Linked DNA regions of Mus musculus: region 2 is linked to region 1. A link is a contact called in public promoter capture Hi-C data. All regions are on one chromosome and are shown on one strand. The core of a region is the stretch at or near the end of the contact, and the rest is flanking DNA. Distances in the headings are between cores, read along the strand shown.

Evidence for each region. Capture Hi-C pulls out chosen DNA fragments and counts their contacts.
Region 2: a contact with region 1 is called in a promoter capture Hi-C map of pancreatic islet. The contact joins the promoter of Ckmt1 here to the promoter of Haus2 in region 1. A contact is called at or near these places in 1 of 39 promoter capture datasets (liver), 1 of 484 Hi-C or Micro-C datasets (cerebral cortex) and 2 of 9 other capture datasets (adipose tissue and pancreatic islet).

The regions. Positions count from the first base shown.
Region 1 is chr2:120,603,600-120,611,253 of GRCm38.p6, reverse strand. Haus2 (HAUS augmin-like complex, subunit 2) reads right to left here and starts at 1,872. Exons shown (of 6, transcript NM_025475.3): 1 at 1,709-1,872. The coding sequence starts at 1,801. It overlaps Lrrc57 (leucine rich repeat containing 57), which reads left to right and starts at 1,896. Exons shown (of 6, transcript NM_001159612.1): 1 at 1,896-2,139; 2 at 2,231-2,336; 3 at 2,443-2,581; 4 at 3,187-3,455; 5 at 5,121-5,306; 6 at 5,996-7,016. The coding sequence starts at 2,253. The coding sequence ends at 6,037.
Region 2 is chr2:121,355,663-121,362,874 of GRCm38.p6, reverse strand. Ckmt1 (creatine kinase, mitochondrial 1, ubiquitous) reads right to left here and starts at 4,265. Exons shown (of 9, transcript NM_009897.3): 1 at 3,874-4,265; 2 at 3,098-3,296; 3 at 2,835-2,930; 4 at 2,098-2,319; 5 at 1,887-1,972; 6 at 1,646-1,769; 7 at 66-200. The coding sequence starts at 4,025. It overlaps Gm33947 (a long non-coding RNA gene), which reads left to right and starts at 4,056. Exons shown (of 2, transcript XR_374934.4): 1 at 4,056-4,693; 2 at 4,960-5,060.

The DNA of each region.
Region 1 (7,654 bases), core at 623-3,122:
TTTCACTCAAAGCACTACAGTATACATATGATTAAAATCAGATGCTATAGGAAGGAACATGGACACTAGAAGAAAAGAATGTTTGACCTAATCTATCAACCAAAGTAGAGAAACAGGACTGGAAAGAAAGCTGGCTTGGCATTTAAGAGCATTTGTTGTTCTTGCAGAGGACCCAGGTTCAATTCCCAGCAACCACATGGGGGCTTACTCCAGTTCCATGGGGATCCAATGCTTTCTTCTGACCTCCATGGGCAACAGGCATGCACATGATACACATACATTCATATATATATAATAATCATTTACAAAATAAATATATCTTAAAAAAAAAAAGAGTAGAGAACCACTCAAACCATGCCTGTATGTAAACAATTCCTTCCTTTAGAGCTCAGGCTATAACCTGGGACCTTTGTAGTGTTCTGCTTTCAATCTTGATGCTATATCTCTCTATATTCTGTGTTATTCCTTCCCTCAGAATAAAGCTGTTTTCAATTCTTTAGATAAGAGGCCAGGAACCTAAATCTTTCTAGCCCAGACCCCAATAGTAACATAGATTGGGTTAGACTAGCTAGCCAGCAAGCCCCACCTGTATCTGGCCCCTAGCTCTAGGACACGCACCATCACATACTGCTTTTACTTGGGCGTTAGGGATCTAAATTCAGCCCTCCATATGGTTGACACGAGAGACTTGGGAGTCTTAGGAGCTGGAAGCAGGAAGATGGCTCAGTGTTCAAGGCTAGCCTAGGATAGAGTGAGGACACCTCTCCATTAAAAAAAAGGAAACACCTAAAAAGACTAAAAAATCTTCCAGTATCTCTCAGCAAGCTGGAAGAATTAGATCCCATTACCCTCTCCTCTTTGCCATATCATCTTATAAAGTGAGTTAACAGCCAGGCATGGCGGTACACACCTGTAATGCCAGGGATAGTGAGTTACAGACCATCTAGGGCTACACAGCAAGACTCGGTCTCTAAATAAATAGTGCTAAAATAATAAGGGTGAACTGTGATGGCATTACGCTGTGAAAGATTTTGGCCTTTTCTTGGAGGCCCAGCATTGCTTCATACATCACCTGGTTGCTATGAGAACAAAGTTAAGCCCCCAGCCCACAGGAACAAGGTCCGGATGCCCTTTGGCTGACATGTAATCTTACTGTTAATGTTTGAATGACCCAATCCCATACCTTTGTTAAAATTCCTCGCATCCCTATCCCTTTTTCTTTTACAAAAACCCCTAGCTCTGGAGACTCGGGGTCGACTCCCCTGCCTCCTGTGTGAGGTACGTGTCGGCCCAGAGCTCTGCCAATAAAGCCTCGTGTGTATTGCAACAAGAAGGATTCTTGTGTGTTCGTGGGTGCACCCTATCCCTGGACTAGAGTAGGAGTCCCCATATCGGGGGTCCTACAGAAGAACTGTATTAAAGGGTCGCAGCCTTAGGAACACTTGTTCTAGAGGTAGTGTCACTGGAAGAAAAAAAAAGTGGAGCGCTGTTCCATCTCCCACAAACCGTCCTGGGATAACCCGCAGGCACTCAAAACAGAGTGCTCAGTCACTCAGTGCACCAGCCACTCAGTCCCTCACACTCGAAGAACCCACGGGAGTATGGTCACAGTCCTCAGCTGGCTCACTCACGCCCGCATAACCAGGACCACCACCTCACAGCAGAATTCTGTCGCCACCTTGATGACGCCATCGCCGCCCCCACGTACCTTAGTGACTATGCCCGAAGCTACCAAGTGGTTTAGCAGTAACCCAGCTGCAGTCTGCGAGGACGCTGGGTCCCACGGGTTGGCGGCCGCCATGGCTTCCGCACACCTCTGGAACTGGCGCGAGGAGTGAGGGGCAACACCGCGAACAGGCGCGCGGTTTGATGATGTCACAGGGCGTTCCTGCCCGGGCGGAAGCCCTGGGAGCGCGTCTCAGGCGAGCGCGGGTCCCCGGTGTTCCCTGGCGGAGTCTTCTTTGCACTGAGCGGTAGGAGGCGAGTCTCAAGCTCCCTGTTCCGGCAGCAGCTATCGGAGGCTCCCTGGCCCTTAGCTCTGCTGCCAAAGCATCAGGACCTTGTGGTAGCGCTGCCTGCTCGCCTGTTTTCTCCTTGCCACTCTTGGGCTGGCCCCAGGGAAGTAGGGATAGGCAGAAGGTGACAATTGGGACAGGAGACCCAAACGGGAGATTTAGCGACGACTGTATGTCTAGACTAGGCGGTGACAGCTATGCTTCTTTTCCTGCAGGGAACTGAGCCGTGGCGCTAGGATGGGTAACAGTGCTCTCCGTGCTCATGTGGAAACAGCGCAGAAAACTGGTGTCTTTCAGCTTAAAGACCGTGGTCTGACCGAGGTGAGACCTGAGGGGACCGGACCAAGAAACTAAAAGGGCTAGGGTTGGCGGGGTGGCGAAGACTATTGGTGCAGGATTTTTCCAAACTGTGAGCTCCTTTCTCCAGTTCCCCTCAGAGTTGCAGAAGCTGACAAGCAATCTTAGGACCATCGATTTATCCAACAACAAGATTGACAGCCTACCGCCTCTGATAATAGGAAAGTTCACTCTGCTAAAGAGCCTCTCCCTCAACAACAACAAACTGAGTATGGAATTTGTGTCTGGGCAGCTTTTGCTAGTAATCAGCAGTTATGAAGGGTGTTTTTCCTGTTAGATGATTTTTGTTATGAAATCATTTTAGGGGATGCAGAATGTTAGAGTATTGAAGCTTTAATCTCTTGTAATTAAATATAAAAGCCTCTTTGGGTGGTATAATGATTATTACTAGGTTAATTTGGACCTGGAAGACCTTTGGGAATCGATATAAACAGTTATCTAATTTCGGGGCAGGGTGGAATGGGAGGATCTTTTAAACTCCCTCAGATCGTTTTTAGAATACAGCTAAGCAAAAGGAACCCCTTACACACATACACAATTTTCTGCATTTTGATGGCTTCTTAACCTCCCAAACAGTTTGTGAAACCTAAACATGACCTGTGAGAATTCTATGTAAGAAGCCAGACCTGGTGACTTAGACCTACAGTAGCCCCAGCTACTCAGAGGTTGAGGCAGAAAGATCTTAATTTCAAGGCTATCCTAGACAACTTAATGAGATCCTGTCTCAAAAACAAGATGAAGCAGGCTACCATACTGTCTTTTTATAAATGTCATTAATTCTATCGGATTTGTTTTTTAATTTCTTCTTCACCAGCTGTTCTACCTGATGAATTATGCAATCTGAAAAAACTAGAGACACTAAGTCTCAACAACAATCACCTGAGAGAGCTACCATCTACCTTTGGGCAGTTGTCTGCCCTGAAGACGCTGAGCCTCTCTGGGAATCAGCTGGGAGCATTACCCCCCCAGCTTTGTTGCCTGAGACATCTAGATGTAGTAGATCTCTCTAAAAACCAGATTCGGAGTATACCTGACACAGTTGGGGAGCTGCAGGCCATCGAACTCAATCTCAACCAGAACCAGGTCCATACTTTGTGTTGTTTTGCCCCTCTCCCCAGTGTATGTTTGCATTTATGGTCTTCTGATTTCTTGTTCCTTAAACGATAATCATGGAGTTGGAAATTAGAAGCTAAAAGATATATAAGGTGAACTTACTCCAATGCCCAGAATCATGGAGTGGGTTGATAGTGGCTGTGTAATTGTGTTGAAAGTGTTTTGAGGAAGGAGTAACAGGGTGAGATAATTACACACACACACACACAAAATTAAACCTATCGAAGGTTTTACAGATATTTTCTTTTCACACCCATTATTTAGTGAGGAGCCGTGTCAGGGGTGATATAGTGTAGGAATGAGACCTGTACCCATAGGATCTGAGAGTCAGACGTTAGAAATTGTTGAGAAATCCATGTGATAGCTGTTCTGGAGCTACGTTATAATTGGACGACTTTACATGTGAAATGTTTTGAAGCTCCTTGGTTAACATTAGTATGGAGATGGTGCTCTGCTTCAGATATGAGGCACAGTGATGAAACATTTGAGATTCGGTAGCCTTGAGTTTTTAGCATTTATGTATATGTACATTATGCATGTATATTAGCTACTATGTTCATGTTATTACTGTGCTAAATTGTAGTTAGCATAATATTCAGCCTTTGAGGTTGGTTTTGTCTTTTTCCTGAGATTTCTAGGAAAGAACTGTCATTGGTATTCGTTGAATAATTCCACATTCCCTACTACTAGACCAGTTTCTCAGACCTTACTTGGATAACCTGGGGACCTTAAGGTCACCTAAGTGTTTGATTCAGTACGTGAGAAGTCTAAGAATCTGCAGAATCTGCATTTTCTGTAAGTTCCTAGGTGATGGTTTGAGATGCAGGTAGTCAACAGAATTTAGTGACCAGAATTTAGTTTTAGTGAAAACTGTAGATACACAGCTGTATTCGAGATTAGTACACAGGACTGTTGATACAGATTTTGAAGTCACAAGTGAAATGGTTTTAAGAATGATTGTTTTCTAGAAGGTTCTAAATGTTAAATAGGAAGCATTAGGAATTTATTTCTGCTTGAATATAATTATAAAGAAATAAAAAGGGTGGTGGTGATGCATGCCTTTCATCCCAACACTCAGGAGGCAGAGGCAGGGAGATCTCTTAAGTTAGAGGCAAACTTGGTTTACAGAGCAAGTTCAAGGCCAGTGCTTCAGAGAAATTCTGTCTCAAAAAAACAAAAAGAAAGCAAACAACAAAAAATGACACCCCCAAAAAATTTTCAGGAAAAATTCAGAAGTCATGCACTAGAGGGAGCCTCAAGAAATGGGTAGTCCAGGCAGATGCTGCAGTGTGGGAAGCATGACTTTGGCTTCAGCAGAGTGGTAGGTATCAAGATGTTCATGTGGTTGTTTCTGAGTGGCAGCTTGCTGGTAAGCTTTTCCCTTAAACTTACATTATTTCCTACAATAAATACACAGTGCTTTTATTATTGGTTTTTATTTCTGAAAAGCTACTGGTAACCTTCAAATAATTTGGAAGTGGAGGAGTAACAGAAGGTATGTTACAGGCTTCTGTGCGAGTAGGTAGTGAGAAAACGGAGGCGGTAAAAGAAAAACTAGGACACAGTCAAGAGCTGTTTCAGTGTAGTAACGTGGCCATTATGCTCTCTGTCCTCTTACTGTTTGGTTGTTGACAGATCTCTCAGCTCTCTGTGAAGATATCCTGCTGTCCTCGCCTCAAGGTCCTCCGGCTGGAAGAGAACTGCCTTGAGCTCAGCATGCTTCCACAGAGCATCCTCAGTGACTCCCAAATCTGCCTGCTTGCTGTGGAAGGCAATCTCTTTGAAATAAAGAAACTTCGAGAACTAGAGGGTTATGATAAGGTGTGTATTAACATCTTTTACATTTTTAGTGCCTGCTCCAGAGAAAAAACTAATGAGATTAAACTTAAGTGATGTCTACAGTTAGCATTTGACAAGTTTGTTTTGGAGGTAGCTCTAAGACTTGGCCAGACTGTATTGTGCCAAGTGACTTTCTCCACATATTGATTATCGCACTGCATCTTTTGATGTTTCCTAGCCAAAAAAAAGAGGCAAAAATTAATGAATTTAAGTAGATTTTGCCAGGTTTGGAGCAGGGTTTTAATCCTAGCACTTGGGAGGCAGAGGCAGGCAGATCTGAGTCCAAGGCCAGCCCAGGGCTACATAGTGAGATTCTGCCTTGAAAAGGAGTTAGTTTTGTATGAAATTAATCAAGTCAAATTAAAAAGAAAAAAAAAACATAAAAACGTAAGTCAAAAAGTATCCCTGGGGGAGGGGGGGCTGGAGAAATGGCTCAGGAGTTAAGAGCACTGACTGTTCTTTCAGAGGACCAGGATTCAATTCCTAGCCCCCACATGGCAGCTCCCAACTATCCATAACTCCTGTTGCAGGGGATCCAACACCCTCACACAGATATAGATGCAGTCAAAACACCAAACTACGTAAAATAAAAATAAATCATTGAAAAAAAAAGGATTCTTATATTTGTCTACACCAAATGCCATATGTATAATTTTCTTTCATGTTTTTAGTACATGGAGAGGTTCACAGCCACCAAGAAGAAATTTGCATGATATTCTCCAGGATCATGGGACAGACTTGGAACCTCTGTTGAAATCTGACTGAGTCAAAGGCTCCTGATGTTGGATACACTGCAGAGAACATTTTACTTAATGACTTTTTCCTTTTTAGGACTATGTCAGATAAGCTGAAGGAAAGGGATTTAGGAGTAGGAGACAGGAAGAACCCTTCATCTTGAGCCGTGTAGGTCATGGCCAGTGTTGATCTTCAAAACTATCATTAGTTGGGCTCTAAGGAACCTGCTGTTCATGAAGGGAGGAAATGCTGCTTGCCATAGCTGGAGACTTTGAGTTTGCGAACTGTCAGCTTTCATAAAGTCTTTCCCATCACCTCTGTGTTAATACTTCATATTTTTTATGAAATTCTAATTTGTGGGAAACGTATGACTAAGGATGAATGTGTTTGTTCCTGTACACTAACTCAATAGCAGTGTTTACACTTGGAACTTAGGATGTACCTAAATATGTAGCTGTCTTGAAGAGACCTTTGTCAAAGGAGCACCAACACAACAGCCACCGAGAATGTTCCCCAAGGCTGCAGTAGCAAATTTTTTTTTTTTTACTATTGCAGGTGCCTTATTGGTAGAAGGCTCTGAAAGAGCTAAAACTATATGCAAAAATTATACAAAATTTTTGTTTTTAGACAGGTTTTTGCTATGTAGCCCAGGCTGGCCTCAGACTCAAAATCTCCCAACCTCACACCTCTCCCCTCCCCCACATGCTGGGATTGTAGGCATGCGCTACACTCAGCCTACTTGTAGGATTTTAAATTAATTTTAATAATCAAGATTTTCCTGAAGCTTTGTTAAAAATCATGTGCTATTTCTGGTAACTCCTCCCCCTTTTGTATTTATAACTGTACTAATCAGATTACCTTCAAGAAAACCATTGCTACAATATTTTAAAATAACTTATGTTTATCATAGTTACTCTCTGAATGAGAGAATATTCTAAATAAAATATTTTTAATGAACTTTGTCTGGAAGTAATGTTAATCAATTAAAGAACTTTTAACCTAACCTCCATGGAGATCCCAACACCCTCTCTCTTTGCTCTCTGAAAGTAAACTGGGTACCATTAAAAAAAAAAAAAAAAGAAGCCTGTCTCAAAAAAGCCAAAAAGAAAGACAGGAAAGAGAAAATTGGGATATATTTCACACTCTTGTTTGGTTTTATGGCAATGAACACCTTTGCAGCCATGCAGACATTTCTGAGGAACTGGGAATTGTGCTTAAGAGAATGTGAAGGTACAGAGACAGGATTTCAGATTGTTACTGGTAAGAACGTCGTGAAGCTATCATAGAGATTGTTTTCTGAAGTCTTCTGTCTGAACAGTGCCTTTCACTAACAAATCTGAAACTATAAATAACTTACATGTGTCTGTAAGAATCAGCAAGTAGCACCTTTTTCTTTAGTCTCAGTTGTATGTCCAACCATACCAAATTATACTGCTCCAGAATGCCTTCCTGTTAGTAAGTCAAGACATGCCATCTCACTTACATGGTGCTGACCCGTATCTAAGCTCCTTCCCTTAATCTAATCCGAATTAGCTGCTCCCCCATTTGCTGATAGAATACTTTCCACATCCTATATTTATCTCTCTTGCTAATCT
Region 2 (7,212 bases), core at 3,016-5,515, 750 kb before region 1:
GTGTCTCCTCCATCCCCTTCCAAGTCCCCCTTCTTACACCCCCTCTAGCCCCACATATCCTTTACTTTGCTCAGCAGTGGCAGTTTGATGTGGACTCCTGCCCGAAGTCCAGTGCCCAGGTTAGATGGACAGGTCAAGATGTAGCCTAAACGCTCATTCCACATGAACTCCCAGCCTCGTTCCTGGATCAGCTTCTCCACCTGTGTCAACAGAGGTTCTGTTGTGAAAAATCAGGGAGGGAGGGGTCGCTCTTAGCCCCACAGACATTCTAGAACTATGTCTACAACGAGAAACTTGAGGATCGATGAATGACATGCTCTTTGTTGTTGTTAAAACTTATTGTCATTGCACATGGAAGGACACTTGGATGTTGCATTATATGCATGCTGATAAGATTGTGGCAGATAGATTGTTCGTAGAAGAAGCTTTGGAGAATGATACATTAAGAGTGACTTGGGAAATGAATAGAAGTAGTAAACAGGACAGGGAGTTCTCATGCATCAATTACATCTTTGACAAAGGGTCCCTTTGGACAGAAACGAGGTGCTAAGGCAGGAGAGCCTACTCTTAGCTATAAAAGGAACATGGATAATAGAGCAGGGAGACATGAGAAGGTACAGCAGAGAAGCCAGATTCACAGGTACATGTGAGAAGAGGGGGACTTCAAGAGATGTTCTTGCTTTCCTGACCACCATAATGACTATTAGGATGGAAGAGACAGGGGCCTGCCAGAGCAATAGACACAAAGACCACACTACCTAAAGATGATGCTCTGTAACTCAGAAGGAATCACAAGCATGGAGATTTTTACATGCTAAAGCTAACACTTATTATAGAACAATTCCTCTGCCTACATTATTTCATTTAGTCCTCAACTTTATAGACAAATAAACAGAGTCATATAATTAAAGAGTATTTCTCTATGCACTCATAGAACATTATCCATTCCTTGCCGAAAATAGTGTGAGCTTCCTGGCTAGAATCTAAAAGAGAAGCACCCTTTCTTTACAAGTCCAAAAATAAAACTGTAGATACAAGAAAATACATCAAGGATCAGATCTATGGCAGTTTCTAACATAGAATAAATGTAGAAACCCTGCCCATGCAAGCCTGCCCAGTCACCTCTCATCCAGAAACGCACATTCTAGAGCTTAAGCCAGTTCAGCCTCCACCTTCCCTAGTCTCTCTAGCACTTTCTGCTTAGAGCCTAGATGCAATGCTAGATCTCCAGAGCCAAGGTGAGCCTTGGCTCAGAACTTGGTGATGTATCATGAACAAACCAATCTCTCATGCCTTCCATCAGTCCAGGCTCAAACGTTCTCCTTAACTGCACATACTACCTCATACCACCTACCCCGGCACTGGCTTGCTGATCATTGGTTCCTTCTTTTCATTACTTGGCAAAGATTATGCTTTATTTCCTTCCTTAGGTTACTGACACTCTTTCTATTTTTAGAGTAACTATATGCCCTGGTTTTCCAAGGATGGCCCTGGTTTGTAACTATTATCCTAGCATGATAATGACCCTTTCTACTATCAGAAATACTCTGCGTTGACTGACAAGTGATATAGCCGATCTAGCTATGCTGCTGTGTGGTATTTCTCATTTCCTCTCCCCTAGCTCCCTGGTATACCCTTCTCCAACCTCTTTGAGGCCCCGGCAGAATCTTTCAAACACTCTCTTCATGTTGCCGCCTTTCTCCATAGAGATGACCCGTGTGTGGTCCTCCTCATTCACCCAGATCAAGAAACTCTTCTCATTGTTGTGCCTGAGGGCAGGATAGGTATAGCCATCAGTGGGCAAGACAAGCACTGGGGTAGATGGAGAAAAAACTTTGCACATACAAGGGGGAAAAAAAAACCAAAAAAGTGTGTTGGCTCCATACCAGATCCCTCGAGCATCAGGCCAGTCTCGAGCCATTCCTGCTGCAGTCAGCAATGGGGACACAGGTTTATCAAACAGAAAATGGTCCTGAGGAGAATAAAGGGATTGGGTCTAAGAATTCTCACAGTACCATCCAGGCCATCTACCTTTTCTGGTCCACTCTCCCCTCCACCTCTTTTTCCACAATCCCGTTCCCTGTCAAGGGCCCTCACATCAATAAGCTGCTGCTGTTCGGCCTCCGTCATCTCACTGAGCCTATAGTACCGTCCAGCCAGGTCACCCTTCAGGCCACTCAGAGCATCCACCACAACACGTTCTACCTCTCTTCGCTCTGCCCGAGTGCAGGCTGGAGGGAGACTGAGTCCCCTGATACTTCGGCCAGTTCTGACTCTTGAAGACAATACATACCTCTCATCAAAGTAGCCAGAACGGATCTGAGGAATAAGAGAAATGACTATAAATCATAGAAACACAGCAGGTGGGAACTCTTGGGGATTATAAAGCAGGTGCCAGAAGGAAGACACATTGGACAGGCATGCTAACTGAAAACACTGTGGTCATTTCTCCACATTTCTCACTTTGGGTACAGCCTTTTTTTTTTTTTTTTTTTTTTTTTTTTTTTTTTTTTGGTGGAGGGAGGAGGGCTCTTCTGAGCCGTCTGAGAGCTGAGATTACAGGTGTGAGCCACCACACCCAGCCAGGACATAGTCACTTCTTAAAAATTCTTTCACCATTTTGTACTTTGATCAGATTCTCCTCAACTCCATTATCCAGACTCTTATCCACTACGTCCTCCTATCTGCTATACTTCAAGATATGCAATTCTTTCTCTTATCAATATACAAAGCTCAGCAGTCTAACCCTGAGTCAGGAAACAAGGTGTAATGATTGGAGATACAGAACATTGTGCACAAGGCTGCACATATCGGAAGTGTCACATTTGGCTCACTTTACTGGCATCAAGGTCAGTGGTGTGCTTCATTGTTCTGGGGTCATATCCATTATGCCGCTCTTGGATCACAGGGTCAAACAGTTCAGCAAATACCTGAAAAGGAGTTAAGAGGAAGAGGCGATTATAAAGAAGAAACACTTGAGTTGTAGATTGATATCACTGGATCAGAACGTTTGAGTATAGACAATCCAGAGTCTTGAGGGAACAGACATGAGGGATCTTTAGGAGGAAGGAACTGGGATTTCTGAGGGGCCCCCTACCTCATAGGTCTCCTCATCTCCAGCCACCATGCCCACAGTCTTGATGAAGGGGTGGCCAGGGTTGTCCACTCCAGTCTGGATGCACTGATCTAGTGTCCAACCAGTGGGTGTGGTCTTGTCGCAGAGCCGTGCATAGACTGCTGGGGTCAGGTGACTGGCCATGCAGTTGTTGTGCTTTCGGAGGTCTGGGTACTCAGCGCTGGGAAGGGGGTACCCAGTAACCATGGAGGGAGGGCACAGGAGCCTAGACCTACTGATGTCAGCTGGGAGCTGTCCAGTGAGCCATGTCTGGCTTTGCTTATTGGAAGGAGGGGGAATTAGAGGTAGGCTAAATCTTGATAATCTCTTCAGGGATTTCCAGGGTCTTTTCTTTCCTAATAGTTCTAACACCTCAATTCCCCCTTGTCTACAGAGTTGCTTTTCTCTAGTGAGCATAACATTAGAGATGGGGGAGGGGAGAGACTCAGGAGAATTCGGGAGAACAAGGAGAATAGGTCGAGATTAAAAAAAAAAAAAAAAGCTTCTAGTCATCCAAAAAGGATTTGGGCAGTGGGTGAACCTAGAATTTGCAAAGGTAAAGCTGGTGTGGAGGCAGTGACATCGGGTGACATGTCCTTAGACATGTTCTTCCATTACAGGGCTAGGATCTCCAAACTGTACAGGAAATCCATCTTCGAGGCCTATCTTTTGCTCAGGTTATCCTCTCTACCTGTTCGGTTCCCATCACCACCACTACCACCCCCAGCCCCCACCTCGTGCATCTCAGGCTCTAATACCTCGGGGGATACAGTCTCCTCCGTTCAGCAGCGGCAGCTCCTACAGATTCCGGGCGGAGCAGAATCCCGGCGGTGAGAGACCCAGCTCCAGCCAAAGCCAGGAGCCTGAGTCCAGGGCGGGCAGACAGCAGACGGGAGAAGGGACCAGCCATGGCTTGGGGATGCGGCTACAAAGATTCAGAGCAGGATCTGGCGCAAGTCAGGAACTAGGAGGGAAGATGCAACCGGGTAGAGAGAGGACGGAGCTGGGTCGGAGACTGGAGCCAAAATAGGGGTCACGATGAAGGCTGAAGCTGAAGTGGCAGCCGGTGCCTACCAGGCTGCAGGAGAAGCGCAGCGAAGCAAGGAGCCAGCCAGAGCAGAGGGAGGCCCCAGCCGCAGTCTCCAGGGGTGGGGCTCACTCAGGCTCCGCCTTCCCGCCTGCCACCGCGCTAGGTGTGCGGGGGTGGGGTTGGGTAGCACTAGCCAGGTAATTAAGAAGACCGGAGATTTACTCCCTGAGGCTGGAGACAGACGCCCACCAAGGATGAGGGTGGTCAGATTTCAGCACTAAGTAGAGGACAGCACCACAGGGATTCCCGAACCTGAAACCCCCCTTCTTTCATACCCTCTCTGTTTAAATCTGAAACCCAATCCGTCTATTTTCTGGGTTTTAGGGGTGGGGGTGGGGAGGTTGACATTGCCCAGCCTCTTTTCTGAATTCGATCTGCACGCCATCTCTCCATTTTCCCCAGGAGAGTCAGCCGCAGGAAAACCACAGAATAAACAGATAGAGGAGGAAGACTGAGCGAGCTCAGGGGAAAGACAGCACAGCCTCAAGGTCACCTTCCCCTAAGAACCAGGAAGAGCACCAGGGAACTCCCAGCTACACCTATGCTTTCCTAATAAGATTGAGAAAGGATCCCTTAAGAATCAGAAAGCTATTGGCTCTTATCCTGTCTATTCTGTCTCCCAAACTCACTGCCTCCAAGTCTTCAGCTTGGCTATTTCCTGCCTCTCATTGGGGACCTGCTTTTTTTTTCTTTTTTTCCTCTACTCTAACCCCTGCTTCACCTTTGATCTTTTATTTCTCTTCTTCTTTTCCAGGCTTAAATCTGTTTGCTGTTCGAAGGACTCTTCCTGAGTAGTGTCTGAAAGCCTACCTGTTGATTGCTCTGGGTGTGGGGCTGGGGTTGGGCAGGGAATGGTGAGTTTCTTCTTCCTTCTCTTCCTTCTTCTCTGCAGCTGGCAGTTCCTGGACTGGAGGGGGAATATAAAGAGAGGAGGAGGGTGTGGTGAGATGACTGGGTGTGGAATGGAACAGGCAGGCACAGGTCTCCCGAACCACTCGTGCTTCCTCTCTTGGCTTGCTAAGGCAGTTTAATCTGGAGTGTGAAGGCTGGTAGTATCCAAGGGCATAAGGTCATCAGGGAGTCTCTGTCTTCTTCCTGGTCCGCTCTCTCTTTTGCGAAGTGCATACTCAGACTCAAGAGGGTTTGTTTCCACAGCTACGTGCTGGGCTAGGAGCAACTTGACTTTTATTAGTGCAGGAAGGGGAATGAAAGCTGAAGCTGAGATAGAGACCTGAGGTTTGGGTGCGGAGGGCCAGCCAAAGCAAAGCAGACATATTGCCATTAATATGTCTACCTTCAGCTTCCTGATGTTCCAGAAGACAGTAAGATATTTGGAAGTTGTAAGAAAGTACTTGGGAAAAAGAATTACCCTTCATAATCCCCACTGGCCCAACTAATATACATTCCTTTATTTCCCTCAAGTCCCCACCCCATATGTCTCCTTTCTGACCTTTCTCATTGGTGAGTATCCTTAGAAAGAATCCATTTCACTTTTGGCTCCATTACTTAAGCCTCTTCTCTTGGTAAAATAACACATTTTCCAAGAATAGAGATCTACTGGTGGAACTTCCTTATTTTTGGAGAGGGAAAAAAAATGTTACCTGTGCTGTGGGTGTTCATTATCCAGGTTAAGGAGTAGGTATGAGTAAGTGAATATAATTACTTGGGATGGTGTATATTTACCCAGATAAAAGGAGGAGATAGTCTTCGAGAGCAATTGGGCTATTATTTGGCTGAGAAGGTGTTCAGGAGGTGGGGTGTGGGAAGAGAGGCTAACAGAAGAAGTAAAGGCAGCCAGGGTACAGAGAAGTCATTCAAATTTGGAAAATGCCTTCCTATGGGAAACAATAGCTCTTCCAAGAGGGCTCATCGATTTGTGCACTTTTTAAATTCTTTGTGAGGCTCAGTATGCCAGTGGGGTCGCTGGAGGCTGTTTACAGCTGGGAGCTGCGGTAATTACTCGCTCCCAGGGTTGGAGTGGTAGAAGAGGAATGAGTCTGAGCCCTAACTATCACTGATTCTTTGTAGATTCTGCTCTTAGAATCTATCTCTATCAATTCAGGAAGCCTGGGGCAGAGGTTTCAGTAAGATGAGGCATCTAACTAGGACAATTCCTAGGTTCCCAAAATTATAGAGAACAAATGGGGGCACTCAAACTCCTAAATGAAGATTCAAGGTCAACAGTAACATATGCGTAAATAATGCTTTCATATCATCAGTATCATCAATTCTTTTTCGATAAGAAATGTTCTTTACTGGCTCATGTATTGGGGTTTGGTTAATTACCAGCTATTGCAAAAAGCTCAAAAGGGCTCTACTCTAATTAATGGATTTATCCCTTGATGAATTCATAATGTGATAAGATTATTGGGACATGCTGAAAGGGAGGATGTGAGGCTTAGTTGGAGAAAGTGGGTCCCTTTGAGCATGCCTTGGACAATACATCTGCCCTTTGCCCATTCCTCCCTCTTTGCTTGCTGTCAGCCAACAAGCAAGTGGCTTTTACCCAGCCACCATTTATGTTCTGCCTCTCCTCGTGGCCCAAGCAATGGAGCTAAGGAGCAAAACTCCTGAAACCCTGGACCAAAATAAATCTCTTTCCCCTTAAATTTTCTCAAGCACTTTGTCACAAGCAGCAGCACTGTGTATGTATATTAAGTATTTAGTTCCACCCTTACAAATAAGCAGAGTGGAGCCTCTGGGAAGTCAAGTGACTTTCCCAAGGCTACGAGGTTTTAAAGATAAGAGGAGGATTCAAACCCAGCGTTTCAGATTCCAAGGCTAGAGAACAGAGAAGAAGCAGGATGTGGAGACAGAATCCAGTTTTCTCAGTTTTCCTTGCCCACCGTTTTCTTGTATCTTTTACAAATTAGTTTCTTTATTCCTCCCCTTAACTTCTATCTGCTTCTCTGTTTGTTTATGCGTTTGTCTCCAGCATCCCTAGCGATTCTCAGCTATGTCTATATTTTCAGCTTATGTCTATCTTTAATCACACTTTGTTTTGCTT